2 separate regions of the Zea mays genome follow, and region 1 is linked to region 2. A link is a contact called in public Hi-C data. All regions are on one chromosome and are shown on one strand. The core of a region is the stretch at or near the end of the contact, and the rest is flanking DNA. Distances in the headings are between cores, read along the strand shown.

What was found. Hi-C and Micro-C count contacts between places; a contact is called where the count stands out from the background.
Region 1: a Hi-C map of leaf shows a contact between it and region 2, with 7 times the contacts expected there. The contact joins the promoter of LOC100383605 here to the promoter of LOC103629196 in region 2. A contact is called at or near these places in 8 of 25 Hi-C or Micro-C datasets (bundle sheath, ear, endosperm and 2 more) and 1 of 3 datasets of contacts at active chromatin or transcription factors (leaf).

What each region holds. Positions count from the first base shown.
Region 1 is chr6:37,089,974-37,093,028 of Zm-B73-REFERENCE-NAM-5.0, reverse strand. It overlaps LOC100383605 (Transcription factor IIIA), which reads left to right and starts at 1,405. Exons shown (of 9, transcript NM_001362095.1): 1 at 1,405-1,536; 2 at 1,628-1,778; 3 at 1,889-2,032; 4 at 2,312-2,443; 5 at 2,903-3,046. It overlaps LOC100284595 (protein alx), which reads right to left and starts at 1,251. Exons shown (of 13, transcript NM_001157490.2): 1 at 901-1,251; 2 at 466-578; 3 at 303-379. The coding sequence starts at 1,141.
Region 2 is chr6:36,817,908-36,821,200 of Zm-B73-REFERENCE-NAM-5.0, reverse strand. It overlaps LOC103629196 (AP2-like ethylene-responsive transcription factor TOE3), which reads right to left and starts at 1,534. Exons shown (of 10, transcript NM_001328266.1): 1 at 548-1,534; 2 at 405-430; 3 at 253-283; 4 at 72-159. The coding sequence starts at 1,059.

The sequences.
Region 1 (3,055 bases), core at 156-2,655, 270 kb before region 2:
ACTTCTTCTTCCGAACATGAGTTGACAAGGTGATCCAGAAGATGGTGTTGGATCCCGAGGGCCTCAAGATCAATGGAAGGTGCTGCTCAATTATTTTACGGAGCTGATTGGTAGCAGCAATGCAACCAAACTAACATGCACGAAACAACAAAGCTAATGTGCATTGCTGTGTCCTTCTCAAATGTGCTGTTATTCATATGTAATCCTAGAAATCCTATTCTAATAGAAAAGGCAGCCAAACTTATAACTATTTTGTAAAAAAGTGCCAATGCTAAATACAACGGGATCTGCATAGCACACACCCAGCAAAATACTCCGATGCCTTCTCGGCCCCGTCCTTCAAGGCAATGCTAACTCCAAAAAGCACGGCAGCAAGAATCTGAACAAACCCAATGTATTAGCTCCATGTGTAGAAGTAACTCTAAGCTGAATCAACAAAATGGTAGATAGATAGAAAAAACTGACCACAAGTGTCACCCTTCTAATGGCAGAGCCTTTCCCACTCGTGCTGGACACCGCTACGGGTTCTGCACCCTTTTTGGGTTGAGCACGTGGAGTAGAATTTACCGTCTCCTTTTCTGCATACATATCCAACGCGAGGTATCAGAGAGGGACAAGAAATCTCACGAAACCATCAAAAATGAATTCAGCAGATAGCATGGGAGTCCCCTTCTGAGGAACTTGATTTCAAAATGCGTCACTGAGTTATTGCGCATTTCTGATGTTGCAGCCGAACTATGGCGCCCATGGCTTGATGTTGCAACCAAACAATTGTGCGCATGGCTTGATGTTGCAACCAAGCTATTGCGCCCAAGGCTGGCTGGCTCGCAGGAGCCGAAGGAAGGAATTGGGCGGTAAGAAGCTAGACGGCGGTGGGGTGGAGCCGAGCGTCGTACTCACCAGAGCTTAGCGAGACGCCTTCCTCCTGTTCCGCCCTCCTGGCGCGCCGCCTCCGCATCCTCCCGCGCCGTCCTCCTTCCGCTTCCCCAGGGCGGGACGACGCGGCGGACACCGTGAACGGGAGAGGCCGCCACGTGAGCGGCGGCGGCGGGAGCGCCGCTCGCGCACGACGCGTCCACCACGGGTCCGGAAGCCGCGGCAGGAACCGCGTAGCGGTCGAAGCGGCCACCGCGGAAGCCATCGCCGGGGACGATCTCGGTCGGGGCGCGACGGGTGGAGCTCGGGAGCGTACGGCCGCGGGCGGAGGCGGAGCGGAGCACACTTCAGCGTCAGCCACACCGGCTGCGGTACAGGCGTATAGCGGTAGGCAGCCCACCCCACCCAAACGGAGCGCACGTGCGCCACCCGCAGCGGGACCCGTAACCCGTTTAGGACCCCGAACCCGGGAAGGCTCTCCCCTTGCCAGGTGGGCCTGATGCTCATCAGGCCCATCTCCCAGTGGTTGTTTTTGGCTTGTTCTCCCACTAACGCTTGGCGACTCACGAGTCGAGGGTTTCTCTCCTGCGCGGCGGCTACCTCTCTCCACGGCGGCGGCGGGCGATCCTGCAGATCCCGCGGCTCCCTCCGCGATTCGAGGTCAGTTTCCTCCGATTGGTGTTGCGTGTGGTGCTAATTCTGGGAATCCCGTCTCAATTTCTCGTTTATTTCGCTGTGGTTTTGGGGTTAGTCAGACTCAGATGGGGGAAGGCACAGAGAGCGGCGGCGGGGCGACCACAGCGCCGCCTCTGAGGTATATAAGGTGCTACAAGTGCGGGTTCTGCGACGTGGTCCGGTCCAAGAAGTGCTTGCTCCGCGCCCACGTGCTTGAGCACCACAAGGTACCAGCTGTGCTGCTCGCTTGCTCGCCGCCGCTTGGTTCAGACTTCAGATTTGCGCGCGTTCTCCTTTGTATTGTTCTACAGGGGTAACACTTATGGGGTGTGTGTAGGATGAGGTGGATGCTTTGGGGGGTTACTGGGAAGGTGGAGATGCTGGTCCGCGCAAAGAGATCAGCCGTGCGTGCGAACAGTGCGGGATGAGCTTCAAGAAGCAGGCGCATCTGAAGCAACATATGCAGAGCCATTCGCTCGAGGTACTGATCTGGCTGCTTATGTTGGGTTTTTTGGTATATTGCTCAGTGAATGCTCAGGCTACTAGTGCTCGCCTGGTTTGTTACTATCCGCTTAATGTTTATTGTGTGAGAAAAGGCCGAAAGCGAGATACATGCTGGTTTGACTCTTTTGGTGTGGTTGCTACAACCCTGTTATAATAACAATTGGTTCGATGGATGACTCTGTATACCTCATGGTCTTTCTTTAGTCCATTGTATGTTATTATTAATTATGCTGACTTTTGCAGTCTGTTTGTTCAGATACAGATGTGTGAAGCATTGGATCTCAAAGAACTCCAAAATGCGAGAAGGCCTTGAACGGACTAGTACCAGGATGGGGAGACCCTCCTGAGAAGCTCCATCAAGAGTTCCTTCATTCACGCTATTCTTCAGGTTGTGTGTTCTGAGCTATTCTGAGCTGCTTGCTGCTTTTTTTGTTATTATGTTCCTGTCACATGACATATGCTAAAGGTCTAGTCTGAGATTGCGATGCCACTTTTTTCAACAAGTTGGGCGTCTGCTGTTCTAGTCATATTTGATAATTGATGAATTTACACTGCAATGCTGTTTGAGTATATCTAGCTGTCACCGTTTGATGGCCCTCATTATTGACAGGATAGATTTAGCAGGCATAGAGAGACACAATTCCTGTTCTGCATAGTTTATGTGCTCGACTTTAGTTATGTGTTCACTGAAATGATTGGATCATGATCTTCCTTAGTTGAATTATACATTTCATGCAAAAATCAAATTAATTTTCATTTGAAGGTGAGTTATGCGGATACGGTGTGCTGCTATTTGCCCCTGTATTTGGGGACTGGTGTACGACATTTGATTTGCTGGTTTTTGTAGGCAATTTGTTGACATATGAATGCGTGAAGCATTGGATCCCAAAGAACTCCAAAATGCGATAAGGCCTTGAATGGACTAGTATCAGGATTGGGAGACCATCCTGAGAAGCTCCATCAAGCATGCCTTGTTCACGCGTTTCTTAAGGTTTGCTCA
Region 2 (3,293 bases), core at 285-2,784:
CACAGGGCCATGCGTGTACGTTCAGCAGATGTTTCAGTCGGTGCTAGCTGCAAGAACACTCGTGTATGTACCTGCTTCATATCGTCGTCGTAGTCGCTGAGGTTGAAGTTTATGTCGGCGTCGACGCCGCGGAACTTGATCGCCGCTCGGTCGTACGCCCTGCAGCAAGCCCGTCCCGAGAGCTAGCGGTCCATTAATCCGGCCGGTCGGTGGGGTAGCTAGACAAGGGTGGATGGATGGATTGATCGTTACCTTGCAGCGGCATGAGCAGTGTCGAATCCACCTGCGTAGATTGGCCATCGGCCAGATCACCGAATCGGTTAATTAGGCCATTCGATCGAGATCACGAACTAGTTAATAACGGGAAATTTATGCTGCAGATCGATCTGCTTATTGCTGCTCACCTAAGTACACCTGCTTCCCGCAATCCCTGCCATTTCCGAGGAACAGGACAGCACAGGAAGACGAAACATTTGGGTGTCAGAATCACAAGCGATTATTGGTCGGTAGGTGAAAGGGCGCATGGTGAGCTTGCAGTGCTACTGACCAGATGTGGGACTCCCAGCGGCCGGTGCGGCGGTAGAAGGTGACGCCGCGGTACTGCGAGCTGCGGGAGCGCGGGCCGCGGCGGCTCTTCTTGGCCTGCTGCGGCTGCGCGGGCGGCGGCGGGGGCGGGTACGGGTGCGGGTGCGGCAGGACCCTGATGTCCGGCTGCTGCTGCGGGCCGGCGCGGAAGAAGCCGAGCTCGGCCCAATGCTGCGGCGCCGGGAAGAGCTCCCGGGTGACGAGCTGCTGCTGGTGGTGGCGAGGTGGCGACGGCGTGGCGTCGCCGTCGTCGGCGTCCGCGCCGGCCGCGTCGCTGTCGCTCCTGAGGATGCTGAACTCGAGCACGGCCGGCGTCGAGCTTGACCCCTCCTCCCCCGGCGCGGGCCCCCCGCCGCCCGCCGATGCCGCCTCCGCGTTCAGCACCGACGAGCCCGAGGACCCCGAGTCGCTCGCCTCCAGCGCCGCCGATGGCTTCTCCGGCGCCACCTCGGCCACGTTCAGATCCAGCTCCATCTCCCGCTCCTCTGCTCCTGCTCCAAGATTCCAACTTGCAAGCAGCAGCCCGTCCCCAGTCGCAACTGGGCTGCTAGCTAGTAGGTAGCTACCTGGTGGCTGGCGCTGGTCTATTTCAAGAAGAAGAACCAGAGGAGGAAGAGGTAGAAACAGGAGAGTGCCGAGTCGTTCTTGCGGTACATTTAGCCTCCACGACCACGAGCTGCCTCCTCACTCCCGATCTCTGACGACCATCCTGCACGCAACCCGGAGACGGCCCTAGCCACTGTACGGTCGCTTCACGACTCAAGAACACCGTACCCCGGACCACCAATCAACAATCAGCTAAATATCCTCTCCTTCCCCTCCTCCGTTAAATATCTTCTCTGATTTGGGCAAGGGGAGTAGGGGGAGAAGAGGAGCGGTTAGCTAGCTAAAGGTTGGGTTTTTTACAGGAAAGGCGGCGGGCGCGGGGCCTTTCGGAGCTCCGGCGGTGGGCGACGGAGCTGAGGAAGAAGAGGGAAGGTGTGGCGGAGTGAGGGAGAAAAAAGAGGCGGGTGATATATAGATAGAATAGGAGAAGGAGAGTGGGGTGGGGCGTCGGTCACCGCCGGTGGCCGGTTAACCTTAAAATCCTTCCTGATTTGGGCACCCTGCGTCGTCCGATTTGGTGGGTGGCCGCCTGCGGGCCTGGATTTGTCATTTCTCCACCCCGGGACCCCAATCCGGCCATCCCAACCCACACCCACACGGCCCCGCCCGGGAATAAAAACATGGGAGTGAGAGTGAAAAAAAAAGAGGGTCAGATGATAATAATGATGATGACGATATATAGTTTGCCATGCCATGCATGTCGCGCTGGTCGAAAATATCTCCTCTCTCCGTTTTGGCAGGTGCTTCCTCCTCGGCTTCTCCTGCCTGCCTACCATAGACTAGGCTGTTTGAGGACCGTGAAGGAACAATTTCTCTTTGTTTGAGAAATGAGTCTTGCAAGCGATGAGCATTGCAAATAATGCATGTTATTATGTTAGCGTGCATGTGTACCATGTATAAGAAAAACATTTTCTACCCTCATAGATGTAATAGAGTAGAAAGACTTATTTTTTCTGTGTGTCGTGACAAGATTTTTAGGTTGTGCGGACGTCGATAGGGCACCAAACACTATTAGGGATGTCACAGGTCGAGTATAATAAATACCCGTCCACGACCGTACCCGCGGATATTAGCCATACCCACCCGCAACTGTACTCGCGGATAAAAAAATTATACTCGTGTCCGTACCCGTCGGATATCGGGTATATATATATATATATAATATAGAAAATTCCAGAAAATACAATCATAACCAGCAAAAATTCCAGAAAACTTATGCGTACATGGAACACTTCAAACAAGTCTTCATGAATTATGCGTCAACACAGGCATACAGAATATAATATGGAAACACTTTAAGTCTTCATGATACATGTTCACTAGTTTTTTAGTTTTTACGAATATCCACGGGTAACCCACGGGCGGCAAAAAATATCTGTACCCGAACCGATTTTATCACGAAGAACCTGAATCTCGCCTCCCGTGAGGGACCGCGTCGGGAGGAGAGATCCAAGGGTTTTCTTATGGTCGACAGGTCACCCAAGGCGTTTCTAGTCAACATAGAGCTGAAGAGAGGCGAAGAATTGAGGTAGAGGAAGGCTAAACTAGGGCTAACTTATTCTATTCACATGCAGACCGTTTGTGCCGTCACCGCGCACTCTAGACCGTAAGGACTATAGGGCCGGACTGTCCGGTAGCTAATTTGGTGCTCAACACATGCCCCTTCCTTTTGGTGGAGGTTGATGAACAAAAAGCATCTACACTATTAGCACCCTTCAAGAAACAACAAATCTCACAAGTCCTTTTGTTTTTCGATGTAAGAACTCAACCGATGCAGGTCACCGGCTTTTCAATCTAATAGAGTGAGTATTCAATAGAGTTCTAGAGCATAAAGGTCGTTTAGGATTGCATCTTTCTCGGACATGACTACTTGATCAATGAATCAATAGAGGTACAAAATTGTGGTACCCCAGCTCAAATAAGCAAAGCACTGACACATGTAATACGGGTTCATTGCGGCACTACCCCATGTTTGAACAGGAAAATATATCGTCGATGAATAGGCTAGTGGAAAGTACTATGGCATCATTAGTTGAACAGACGACCCTTGTTGCGTCGCCTGTTGGACCGTTTTATTCAGTTGTATTGCCTTTGTAGGTGAC